Regions from separate parts of the Mus musculus genome. Here region 1 is linked to region 2. Evidence: chromatin contacts called from public HiChIP or PLAC-seq data. All regions are on one chromosome and are shown on one strand. The core of a region is the stretch at or near the end of the contact, and the rest is flanking DNA. Distances in the headings are between cores, read along the strand shown.

Region 1 (5,301 bases), core at 2,549-5,048, 640 kb after region 2:
CACAAAGAATTGATAGTTAAGAAAAATAAGTAGCAACTACTGACTTCTTGGTAAGACACTGATGTGTCAGGACAGGAAGTCAATTCAAATGAATTTTAACATAAGATATCTAGGCACGTCAACACATCTCTTACAAGGAAAGATAAGTCATTGCACATGACCCATGCTTCTCAAGCCAAAAAAAAAAAAGCACAGCCTCTATTCATATTCCTTACTTGGGTGTGTTGCTTAAGCATTTACTAAGCTATGCTAATGGCCTCTAGATTTGTGTGGGGCACAAAACAGGGAAGGATTCCCAAAAGGTTTAGATGTTCTCCCATGAGGGTTCTATGCTGGGATTGTAGTGGAGGAGGCTTTGGCTTGATTCCACAAGGAAATAGCTGCAGACTGTCCTGCCAGATTGTGAGGGTTTGATTGTAAGAGAGGCCCTGCCCTTATGAGAGTTTGATCTTGACTGCTACTGGGTATTCATAGGAACACGCCTCACACGTTACTGTGCATCCTGAGCTGTCCATCATGAACTAGTTTTATGTCAACTTGACATGGGCTAGAATCACTTTGGAAGAGGGAACATCAATTAAGAAAATATCCCCAACAGTCTGGCCCATGAAAAGCCTGTGTGGTACATTCTCTTGACTGATGATTGATGTAAGTGGATTCATCCCACCGGCGGCAGTGCCACGCTTGGGTGGACGGTCCTGGATGGTATAAGAAAGAAGGATGAGCAAGCCAGTGAGCAGCACTCCTCCGTGACTTCTGCTTCAGGTCCTGCCTCTAGCTTCCTGCTCTGTTTGAGTTCCTGCCCTGATTTCTCTCACTGATGAGCTGTGACATGGAAATAGATGCAAGATGAAATAAACCTCTTTCTCCCCAGGTTGTTTTGGTCTTGGTGTTCTATTGCAATAGAAATCCTAAGTAAGACAACAGGGTTGTGCAGGCACACCCTCTAATGACAGCTGCACTATTGCTCCATTTTGAACAACACTCCAGGACAGTGGGGAGGGGACCCTCTCAGTGCGCAGAGCCTTGGCCAGTGAACTTGGCTATGCCATTGGCTTGGGAAGAGAAACGGCCAGATCTGGATTATAGGCCAGTTCTCGGACTATGTCTAGTGGTTTCGCTGAATGGTTAGGAACTTAAAATGAACTTGGTTAGAAAATGAATGGCAATCCATGAGCATCGAAGATCTCTCCATTTTCTGAGATCTTCTTCGATATCTTTCTTGAGAGACTTGAAGATATTGCCATACCGGTCTTTCACTTGTTTGGTTAGAGTTACCCCAAGATAGTTTATATTATTTGTGGCTATTGTGAAGGGAGTTGTTTCCCTAATTTCTTTCTCAGCCTGTTTATCATCATTTGTATAAAGGAAGGCTGCTGATTTATTTGAGTAATTTTATATCCGGCCACTTTGCTGAAGTTGTTTATCAGCTGGAGAAGTTCTCTGGTAGAATTTTTGAGGTCGCTTATGTATACTATCATAAGTGGATATTAGCCTAAAAAAAAACAAAAAAGTACAGAATACCCAAAATATAGTCCACAGAACTCAAAAAGGTCAACAAGCTGAAGTGCCCTAGTGAGGACGCCTCAGTTCCACTTGGGAAGGAGAAGAAAGCAATCACAAGTGGGAGGGAAGGAGGGACCCGGGAGGAAAAGTGGATGGGGGGGGGGTGGAGTGGGAGGGAGAGGGGAATCTGGTCTGGTATTGGGTGAGGGAAAAGAACTGAAGCCCTGAGGGCCAGCAGAAAGAATGGAAACAGGCAACCTCGGGAGGTAGGAGATTGGGGGGCCCTCCAGAATGCACCAGAGACCTGGGAGGTGAGAGATTCTCAGGACTCAAAGGACCTTAGATGAAATGCCCGGAGAGGGAACTTATAGAGCCCACCTCCAGCAGGAAGACAGGGCATAAAATGAGGGAGGGGGCATCCCACAGTCACAACTCTGATCCATATTTGTTCCTGTCTGAAAGAATTACAGGAATGGAAATGGAGAGGAGCTTGAGAAAAAGGAGGTCCAGTGACAGGCCCAAAAAGGGATCCAGCTCAAGGGGAAGTCCCAAGGCTTGACACTATTACTGAGGCTATGGAGCCCTCACAAAAGGGACCTAGCATGACTGCCTTCCAGAAGACCCAACAAACAGCTGAAAGTGTCAGAGGCAGATAGTTGTACCCAGTGAATGGACAGAAGCAACTGACCCCTGTTGTTGAATTAGAAGAAGCTGAGGAGGAAGGTAACCCTGTAGGAGGACCAGCAGTCTCAATTAATCTGGACCCACGAGATCTCTCAAACACTGGACTACCAAACAGACAGCATACACCAGCCACTGACATACATGTACGTACATGTAGAGGGCTGCCAGGTCTGTGTTCATTCAGAGATGATGCATCTAACCCTCAAGAGACTAAGGGCCCCAGGGAGTTTAGAGGTCAGGTGGGGTAGGGGGTGGGGACATCCACGTGGAGACAGGGAAATGGAGAGGAGGTATGGGATGTGGATCAGTAGGAGGATGGAGGGGGGAAATAAAATATGGAGTGTAAAATTAATTAATTAATTTTAAAAAAACAGAAAGAAGAAAATGAATGGCAAGGAAATGTGAGAGATGCAAACATGGAGCTGAGATGCAGCTCAGCAGCTGTTGCAGTGCACTTTCTGTTGCTGTGATCAATACCATGACCAAAAGCAACTTATGGGAGAGAGGGTTTATTTTGGCTCACCGTTCCAGAGGGATGCGAGTCCATCATCGCAGGAAGGCATAGCAACAAGTGGAAGACATGGCGAGCTCACATCTTTAACCACGGACAGATCAGATCTTTGACTGTAAGCACAGCGGAAAGAGAGTAAGTTGGAAGCAGAGCAAGGCTATAAACCCTCAAAGTCTGTCTGCACCCTCCAGCAAGGCTGCATCTTCTGAACTTCCCCAATCAGCACCACCAGCTGGGGACAAAGTGTTCAAATATCAGTGCCTATAAAGGACATTTCTAATTGAAACTACTACAGCTAATCCAGCTAGCCAGTGAGTCCCAGGGACAGCCCCACCTCCATTTCTGCCTCTTCAGCACTGGGGTTATAAGCAGACACCAGCATGCCATGCTTTTTTTTTTTAATGTGGGTTATGGGGATTGAATTCAAGACTTCATGCTTTAAAAGCAAATACTACCAACTGGGCTTTCTCCCCAGCCCTAAACTGCTTACTCAAAAACAACAGAAATTTGTCTCTTGGGCTTCTGAAAGGTGAGAAGTTGAAGATCAATGTGTTTGAGAAAGACCTGTTCCTCTTAGATGGTGCCTCCCTGCTGTACCCTAGCAAGGAGGGAAGAGTGGATCCATCCCTCACTCCTTCTATAAGAACATGGAGCCCATTTGTCAGGACTCTGCCCTCCTAAATGAGTCACCTCCCCAAAGGCCATCTTTATACCACTGTGTTTGTGTTCAGACACTTCAACCTCAGTGATACTGCTGTGTCTCTGAGAAAGGAATACACTTGCCAACAAATTAAAGCACGGCAGAAGGCTACATCCATGTGACTCACAAATCTGTGTCTCCATCACTCTGAAGCAGCTGACTTGAAAATAAGGTACTGAGTGGCTAATAAGAGCTGAAGCAGAATTCTCCAGAAGGCTGAATGTTCTCTGCCTCAGTGTTCAGTGTCCAGCACTATTTCTTCCATAGTCATGAGTCATGAATCCAGAAATCAAGGGGTGGGCATGGGAATAGAACTACTACCCACAACCCCCAAGGACCCATTAAGCAAAATTTCTACTTCCTTTTTGCACAGTGTTATGCTCTGCTGGCCTAGAAATTTTGGCTCCAGAATGAGGAACACTTCTGCAAGGAGATACAACAAACACTACATTGAATTGGATGTAAAGGAATCTACACCGCAATCTGAGCTTCTGAGGCTGAGGAGGAATTGGGGGTTGGTGAAATGCCTGACCCTGACTACCAGGAGAGATCTGCAGTTCATGGCTCCCTTAATGTGTCCGTAGTGTTACCACGCCATGGGGTTAAAGTCAATGCTACCATAAGGGCTCTCAGGCCAGGGGAAGGTATAGGTTACTTGTCAGATAAGAGCCAAGACTAGCTGAGTTGCTGAGGGCAAATGGGCTGCAGAATAGGGGTGGGGTGTGGAAAGGGGGATTTCTGACTGCTAGCTAAGATCATGTGACCAGAGAAAGATTCTGGTGGCCACAGCACTTCCTCTTTTAAGAATGTGTCTGGAACCATGGCTCAGCAGTTAAAAGCACTGGTATATATGCAGAGGTCCTGGATTTGGTTCACAGTACCTGCATGCCAGCTCACAATTGCCTATAACTCTAGTTCTGGCCTCCATGGGCACTACACACACACACACACACACACACACATATGCAGGCAAAACGCACATACACAAAAAATGAAAAGTTTTAAAATTCTCAGTGTTTCTTGCTGTATAGCTCTGGCTGGCTCAGAACTTTCTATGTAGACCCAGCTGGCCTTGAATTCACAAAGATCCACCTGCTTCTGCCTCCTGAGTTCTGGGATTAAAACTGTGCACCCCACACCCAGAAAATTAATCTTTTTGTTTAAAAAAAGGGTATCTGTGGGTAGGTAGTCACATAGAAGGACACAGTACCTGTTTTCTTCATGTATCTTCCCTAGCTTATTCCTCAATCACATGACCCATAGTCTTTGAGTTATGGATGTCAGGGGGACAGCAAACATCACCAGGAATCACACATTCTCCTTTGGTGCAGGGTTCAGGGGATACCTGGAATACACCACATGGCTAGCTCATGTTGTGTACAACCATGGCCTTGCAGTCTTTACTGGGAGATAAAGGGAGATTTAGGGGGATGTTGCTAGTCATGTTGACATGGGTGGACTTGGAAGTTTAGGGTGTCAGCCTGACTCTGGTTATGGGCTGTCCAGATAGGTGAGAAAGCTCTGCTGTTGAATAGGTTTCTGGAAGTTTTTCTGGAAGATATTGAAACTTGAATCAGTGGTTGTGGGGAAGACCTACCTCGCCCAATGTGGGCAGCAGCATCTGAACTGAGTTAAGGGTCCACATGGAAAACAGTGAGGTCCTCCCCTCCCCTAGGCCCCTCCTCCAGGTAGATTTCTTTTGCCCATGGACATAAGACCTCTCTAATGAAATCAGGCTCTCTGGGAGAGCCTTTGGATCTAGGCCCTTCACTGATAGCCCTGACCCCTGGCTTTAGGCCCTCAGTCTTGGGTTGTGTATTAATTCATTGGCTCCCCTGGTTCTAGGCAAATTTAGACTTCACTAGCTATTTCCCCAGTCTTCAGATGTCATGAGACTTCT
Region 2 (5,538 bases), core at 2,358-4,857:
AGAGCAGAGGGCTGTCTTGGGGTTCCAGGTGCACCAGACTAGATCAGCTGCACTCAGTAGGGATACAAGTCTTATCTGGTGCATAGAGTAAGGGGAATAAGGAGGCAGGTGGGAGAAGCCAGCCTAGATATCCAGCCTGGGTACTTACAGCGTATGGAGCTGCCTCCAGAAAACGGAGTGGCCCTGAGTTTTCCTTAAAAGCTAGGCCCTGACATTTTTTCCCACCCGCAAGGTTCTCCTGCCCATTTGACAATAGGTCCTGCTATGATGGAAGGCAGGAAGGGGAGCAGGCCTGTGCAGCACCCTCTGTGTAATACTCCCTTCTCATGGAGACATTCATTGCTTAGAGACCATCCCCAGCCTTGGCTCTGAAGTGAGACAGCCCAGGCCCATATGATTGGAAGCTACCCTGCTAGACTTCCACTTCAGAAATTCCCCACGGGGATCACACAGTGCCTCCTGGGCCAGGCCCCTCTCAGCCACCCAGGATATTGCCACATTCCTCTTGGGTTCCCATTACTACTGAATACCAACTGAATACCAGCCTCTGCTCTTGGTGTCAAAAGGGAACAATGCAGAAAGTCCTGCCTTCCTGGAGTCCATACTTCAGGTAAGGACAGACAAAACAGGAACTGGGAAGTTGGTGCAAAACTCAAAAGCTGGTGCAGAAATGGGGTGCAGGAAGTCATGTGGGGTGTTGCAATTACAGGGGCCTCATTTGAGTGGCTCTAAGGAGGTGGACAAGAGCCAGGGCTACTGGATGAGTAAGAGAAAAGGCTAGAAGATAGCTCAAGTCTTGGTGTATTGGGGGAGGAAGAAAGAAACAGGCCGAGGAGTGGCCAGGGACATTGGGTCCTCAGGAGAGAGAGGAGGCCATCTAGGAGATACAGCAGCTGTCCAGGTGAAAGGAAGCAGTAGGACCTGGATCCTGAGGTGGGGAGAGAAAGGCAGGGTCTGCCCTATAGGAGGGTTTCTTTGTTGGGTGCACAGATGGTACCAGGATTGGAGATCAGTAGTGACTTTGCAGGGGGGCTATCTGAAACGGCTAGACTAGTGATGTCTGACGGGACAAGAGGTGCTCTGTGAGAGGAAGGAGCCTAACGAAGAAGGCATGAGTTCAGCATTACAAGTTCAGGTCCAGTGTGCACCTGCAGTGTGTGCCTGAGGACTGGTGAGTAGTGGGGGCCATTTGAGTTGGGAGTCCAGGAGACAGGGCCACCTGCCGTAGAAGCAGCGCATAGTCCTTATTCAGAGTTTTGTACCAATCAGATTGGGTGAAACCAAGGACCAGGTGTGCAGAGTCTATGCACAGAAGAGGGCTAGAGATTGAGCCCCGGGGCTTCCCAACTTTATGTGGCTAAACCAAGGGGACCCAACAGTGGCTGTCTGGAGACAGAGGCCATAAGAGAGGAGTACCCAAGAACCCTGAAGAAAGTGTCTTATGAGACTGGTCATGGACTGGCCATGAGGTTAGACAGCCTGGCTGATGCATGGACTGGAAGGCAGAAGCCACCATGAAACACTGGGTTGAGCAATCTGACCTGGACAGCAGTCATTTCAGTGAAGAGGGATGAGCATTCTCTTCAGTAATCAAGATGGGATGGCGTTGACAGAGAGTGGGTGGAAGCAAGGAGGAGCATCACCGTGCATGTGCCCAGATGATAGGAAGGGCAGAGAGGAGAAAAGCTACTCTGTAGTACACTGAAATTGGAGTCGTGTTAATGATCCTTCCCTCACACCAAACTGAACAATCAATAAATCCCAGGGGCACTGGAGACCTAGGAGGAAGGACACACAAAGATGGCTTCTCCGTTGCCTGGGAAGCAGCAGATTTGTTTAAACAGCAGAGTGTAGGAAGAGGGTTGGTGTGAGTTCCAGGTTAGTCTGAGCAATAGTGTGGGATACTTAAAAAAAAAAAAAAACAATAAAAATAATAAACAAAAACGGCCAACAGGTCTGAACAATCACTTGACCAAAGATAGAATCTCAAAGGCAATTATTCAGAACAGATGCCTGGCACCTGCCATCACTGGGGAATTGCAGATTAGAACAACAATGAGACACCACCACACGCCTAGTAGGTAGCCCAAATCCAAAAGGGTGACGACATTGGCTTAGGGTAGGGCAGGGAGGCAGTGGGCAGTCCCACTCATTGTGGTGAGGGTGCAGAAATGGTGTAGCCACTTTGGAAAACAGCGTGGAGTTCTCTTTCAAAACTAAATGTTCTCTTGTCATACAATTCAGCAATTGTTCTCCTGGGTATTCACTCAGGGAAGTAAAAGTCTGAAGTGAGGCATGGAGGCTTGTGACTGAGGAGGCAGAGGCAGGAAGGGGAGTTAGAGACCAGTCTGGGCTGCTTGCCTCTGTCTCAAGAAACAGAACAGAAAAGAAACTTAGGTTTGTGCAAAACCTTCCCCACGAAGCCTGAGGGGGCTTCCTTCACAATCGCGTTAACCTAAAGGAACATAGATGCCTTTCAGACAGTGGCTGGATAGAAGTGTAGTATATGTGTCCACAAAGTAGGGTAGGATTCAGGGTGACAAAGAAACAATCTGTGGACTCATGACTCAATGATCCAGAGATGCACATTGCTAACTGAAAAGGCTACAGAATTGAGGTAATGAATGTAGTGAGTCAGGAGGATTGGGAAGGGGAGGCAAATGTGTATCCGAGGGCTTCTTTATGACAATGACAGTCTTTTGTCTAATACTAGTGATGGAGATGTGACATGAGATGGGGAGAAGGAGTAGCCCAGGCCTCAGAGGCAGGCTGCGGGATGCTTTTGGTCTTGTATACCTTGAACTCTTAGTTAAAGGTGATTAGTAGAGAAGGGCTCCCATGCTGTCTGGAGCCCTGTAGGTGGTCTCTAACCCTGAGCCAGTTCCCAGGACCATTCCCTCACTTCCCCAGCTCCATCAGGAGGCTGGGAAATGAAAAGGCCTCTGGAGGTTCCTGGGACATCAGGCCTGCTGGAGGTTGCCTCTGCTTTTGTCAGCTGGCCTAAGTTCTGCTCAGGAGCCCCTATTTCTCACTGCTATGATGCAGGGTCAGGCAGAGTTCAGCCTTGGCTGAGCTTTGGGTCAGCTCACAGCGTTTCTTCTGCATGCTACCTCTTCAAGGTCACACACACACACACACACACACACACACACACACACACACACTCTCACAGTCCCCAGCCCTAGACCCTCCTACTCCCTCTCTTTCTGACTGCAAGGCCTGGCTCCTTTGAGGCCTACATCCCACTCTCTAGAGAGGGCTAGGTATAAACTGGAAGCATCAGGATAGGAAGAGATGTGAGTGTCAGCCTTTAGGTCTTTCCACCCTTGCTTGTTGGCTCTGAGACCTCTGTCCCATTAGCTGTCACTAACAAAAGGAGGAAGCCCAGTTCAGAACCCCTTGACCCCCACAGATCTCTGAGATGACCCTAAGCTCTCTGAGTGCCCGGGGGGGGGGACACTTTGTAGGGGAGGGAATAGAAGGAGGAAATGGAACCAGAAGGTTGCTTGTGGTCCTAATGCTAAGTGGAAATTGGTTTCACCCCAACCTCCAACATTGTGATGAGGTGCTGAGTCACTCCATTCGTCCTCTTCCTTGCCCCTCCCCCTCCTGGCTGAGTCACTGATCCGAGACCTAAAGGCCCAGCTACCCTAAGGCCCGAGGTGGAAGGGGGTGTGGTTTCCTGGCACTCAACAAGTTTTTCAGGGGATATCAAGGGCTACCTGAAACAACAAGCTACCTGGTCAGCTAAAAGGAGGGACCTTAGCTGGTGGGGAGGAGGGCAAGGTTGGGGCAGCTGGCATAGTTAAGGCAGGGTACCCCTTAATACAAAGAAAAGTAACTGAGGCTCTGCCTTCAGCTCTCATGATGCTCTCTGTTCAAGACTTCCAAGGAACCTGAAAGTCTTAGTGATTGTCCTAAATATGAGGCCACCTTGATTTTCAGGAACAACAGAGCCCTGCAGACAGGTCACCTCACAGCAAGAGCAATCACCTTCAAATCACCTTATAGAGCCAGAAGTGAGATACTGGCCAACAAGACCACAGCTAGACCAGAACCAGTCACCTCAGCCACCTCCCACCCTACCCAGTTTCTCCTGTTTAAACCCAAAGCTCTCAGCAGTGCCTGAAAGGAGGATTTCCTATCTTCCCAGCCCGGTTGGGGATTTAGAGCCCTTCTTCCTGTTTTACCATTGCTTCCTTTTGCTGCTTTCTTTGGGGTGGGTGGCCAGAGGTGACATGTTGGCAATCCAGAATTGGACCTCTGGCCTAGGACTCTTTACTGATAGTGTGTAGAGGTGAGTGGAGGGGAATTGGTAAGGAGAAGTTAAGTAACCCAGTGGGCCATAAGCCCTCTGGGAAAAGTTGAGCCTAAGGGTCAAGCCCATCATGTGGCCTTCCTCCATTTTGGCTGGCTATCTATAGGTTGATGGATACCCTCAGGAGCCCACAGACATGTGGCTGGATAGGTGACTTGCTATCTTCCAAGTTGACCACCTTTGAGAATGAGGTTAGGAGAAACCAAGAGAAAAAAAAAAAAAAAAAGGAGTCTGTCCAAGACAGGAGACAGAGGTTGAGATGGACAGCAGACATGGAGGGGCAGAAGTTTTCAGGAGCCTGGCAGATAGGGGAAGTCTTGAGAGGAACCTAGAGATGGCAAGGCCAGCTATGGTGCATGAATGGTAACAGGAAGCTAGGCTGGGGTGTGGGGGACAGGAGGCAAATTTACTCTGCTCCTCTTACAGCCTGGACTAGCCTATCAACTGTGGGTAGATGGAATACTTTCTTGTGCTCAGTGTCTTCTTGTCAGCTCCGGTTGTGATGGCAAATTTCTTGTGTGCCTAGATGTTAGCAGACACACGTCTAGATTTTCCTGTCAAAGTATTTCCTAATGAGATTAACATCTTCCTTAGCAGTTTATGAGAAAAGCACATGTTGTGGGCAGGCCATGTCTAATCAGATCAAAACCTTAGAGAAAAATGCTTCCCCAGGAGGAAGGAGTCCTGCCCACTTCTTGGAGCTCCAACTGCTCCTCAACTGCAGCCAGTTGTTTAAATGTGCCTTCCTCCCTTTTCATATTCCCTGCCTTTGGCTTCTGGAGAACTATGATGAAGACAGGCAGGTTTGAAAGGGAGTCCTGGGAGGCACTTGGACAGTTGAAAGCTGGGCACACAGTTCCACGGTAGGGAGGGAAGTAGGAGGGGCCAGAAGAATGAGACAAAGGTAACAAGAGGCTGGGACACAGAGATGTCACCCTCCTTCCTGCCTGTGCTTGTGTCCTATGGCTGCTGTCATAGGGACTACAAACCGTGGGAGTCAAAACAACACATGCTCATTCTCTTGCACCTCCAGAGTCCAGAAATCCAAGCTCAATGGCTCTCCACTGCATGGTGTCTCACAGGCACGCGGGGCTGGTTCCTGGGAGAGACTAGGAGAGTCTGTTCCTCAAATCCTAGGCTAAGACCCCACCCTCTACCTCCAAAGACTGCTCTATTCCCCACTTCCCCCATCACATCTTGCTGTCTCTGGAGGACCCATC

Evidence for each region. HiChIP or PLAC-seq counts read pairs in DNA pulled down with a chosen protein or histone mark.
Region 1: a contact with region 2 is called in an H3K27ac HiChIP or PLAC-seq map of bone marrow-derived dendritic cells, with 4 times the contacts expected there. The contact joins two enhancer-like sites. A contact is called at or near these places in 1 of 39 promoter capture datasets (pre-B cells), 2 of 115 datasets of contacts at active chromatin or transcription factors (bone marrow-derived dendritic cells and microglia) and 1 of 9 other capture datasets (liver).

Annotation. Positions count from the first base shown.
Region 1 is chr7:143,034,568-143,039,868 of GRCm38.p6, forward strand. It overlaps R74862 (expressed sequence R74862), which reads right to left. Exons shown (of 5, transcript NR_110354.1): 3 at 2,714-2,814. Among named protein-coding and RNA genes, the nearest start is that of Cd81, 16 kb to the right of the region's middle. Within about 2 kb of position 3,799, at least 81 of the 459 cell types and tissues checked have an H3K27ac peak or open chromatin away from gene starts, as enhancers often do. A contact at or near this core is called in bone marrow-derived dendritic cells and microglia, where this site is marked.
Region 2 is chr7:142,389,769-142,395,306 of GRCm38.p6, forward strand. No RefSeq gene overlaps it. Among named protein-coding and RNA genes, the nearest start is that of Ctsd, 4.7 kb to the left of the region's middle. Within about 2 kb of position 3,608, at least 121 of the 459 cell types and tissues checked have an H3K27ac peak or open chromatin away from gene starts, as enhancers often do. A contact at or near this core is called in bone marrow-derived dendritic cells and microglia, where this site is marked.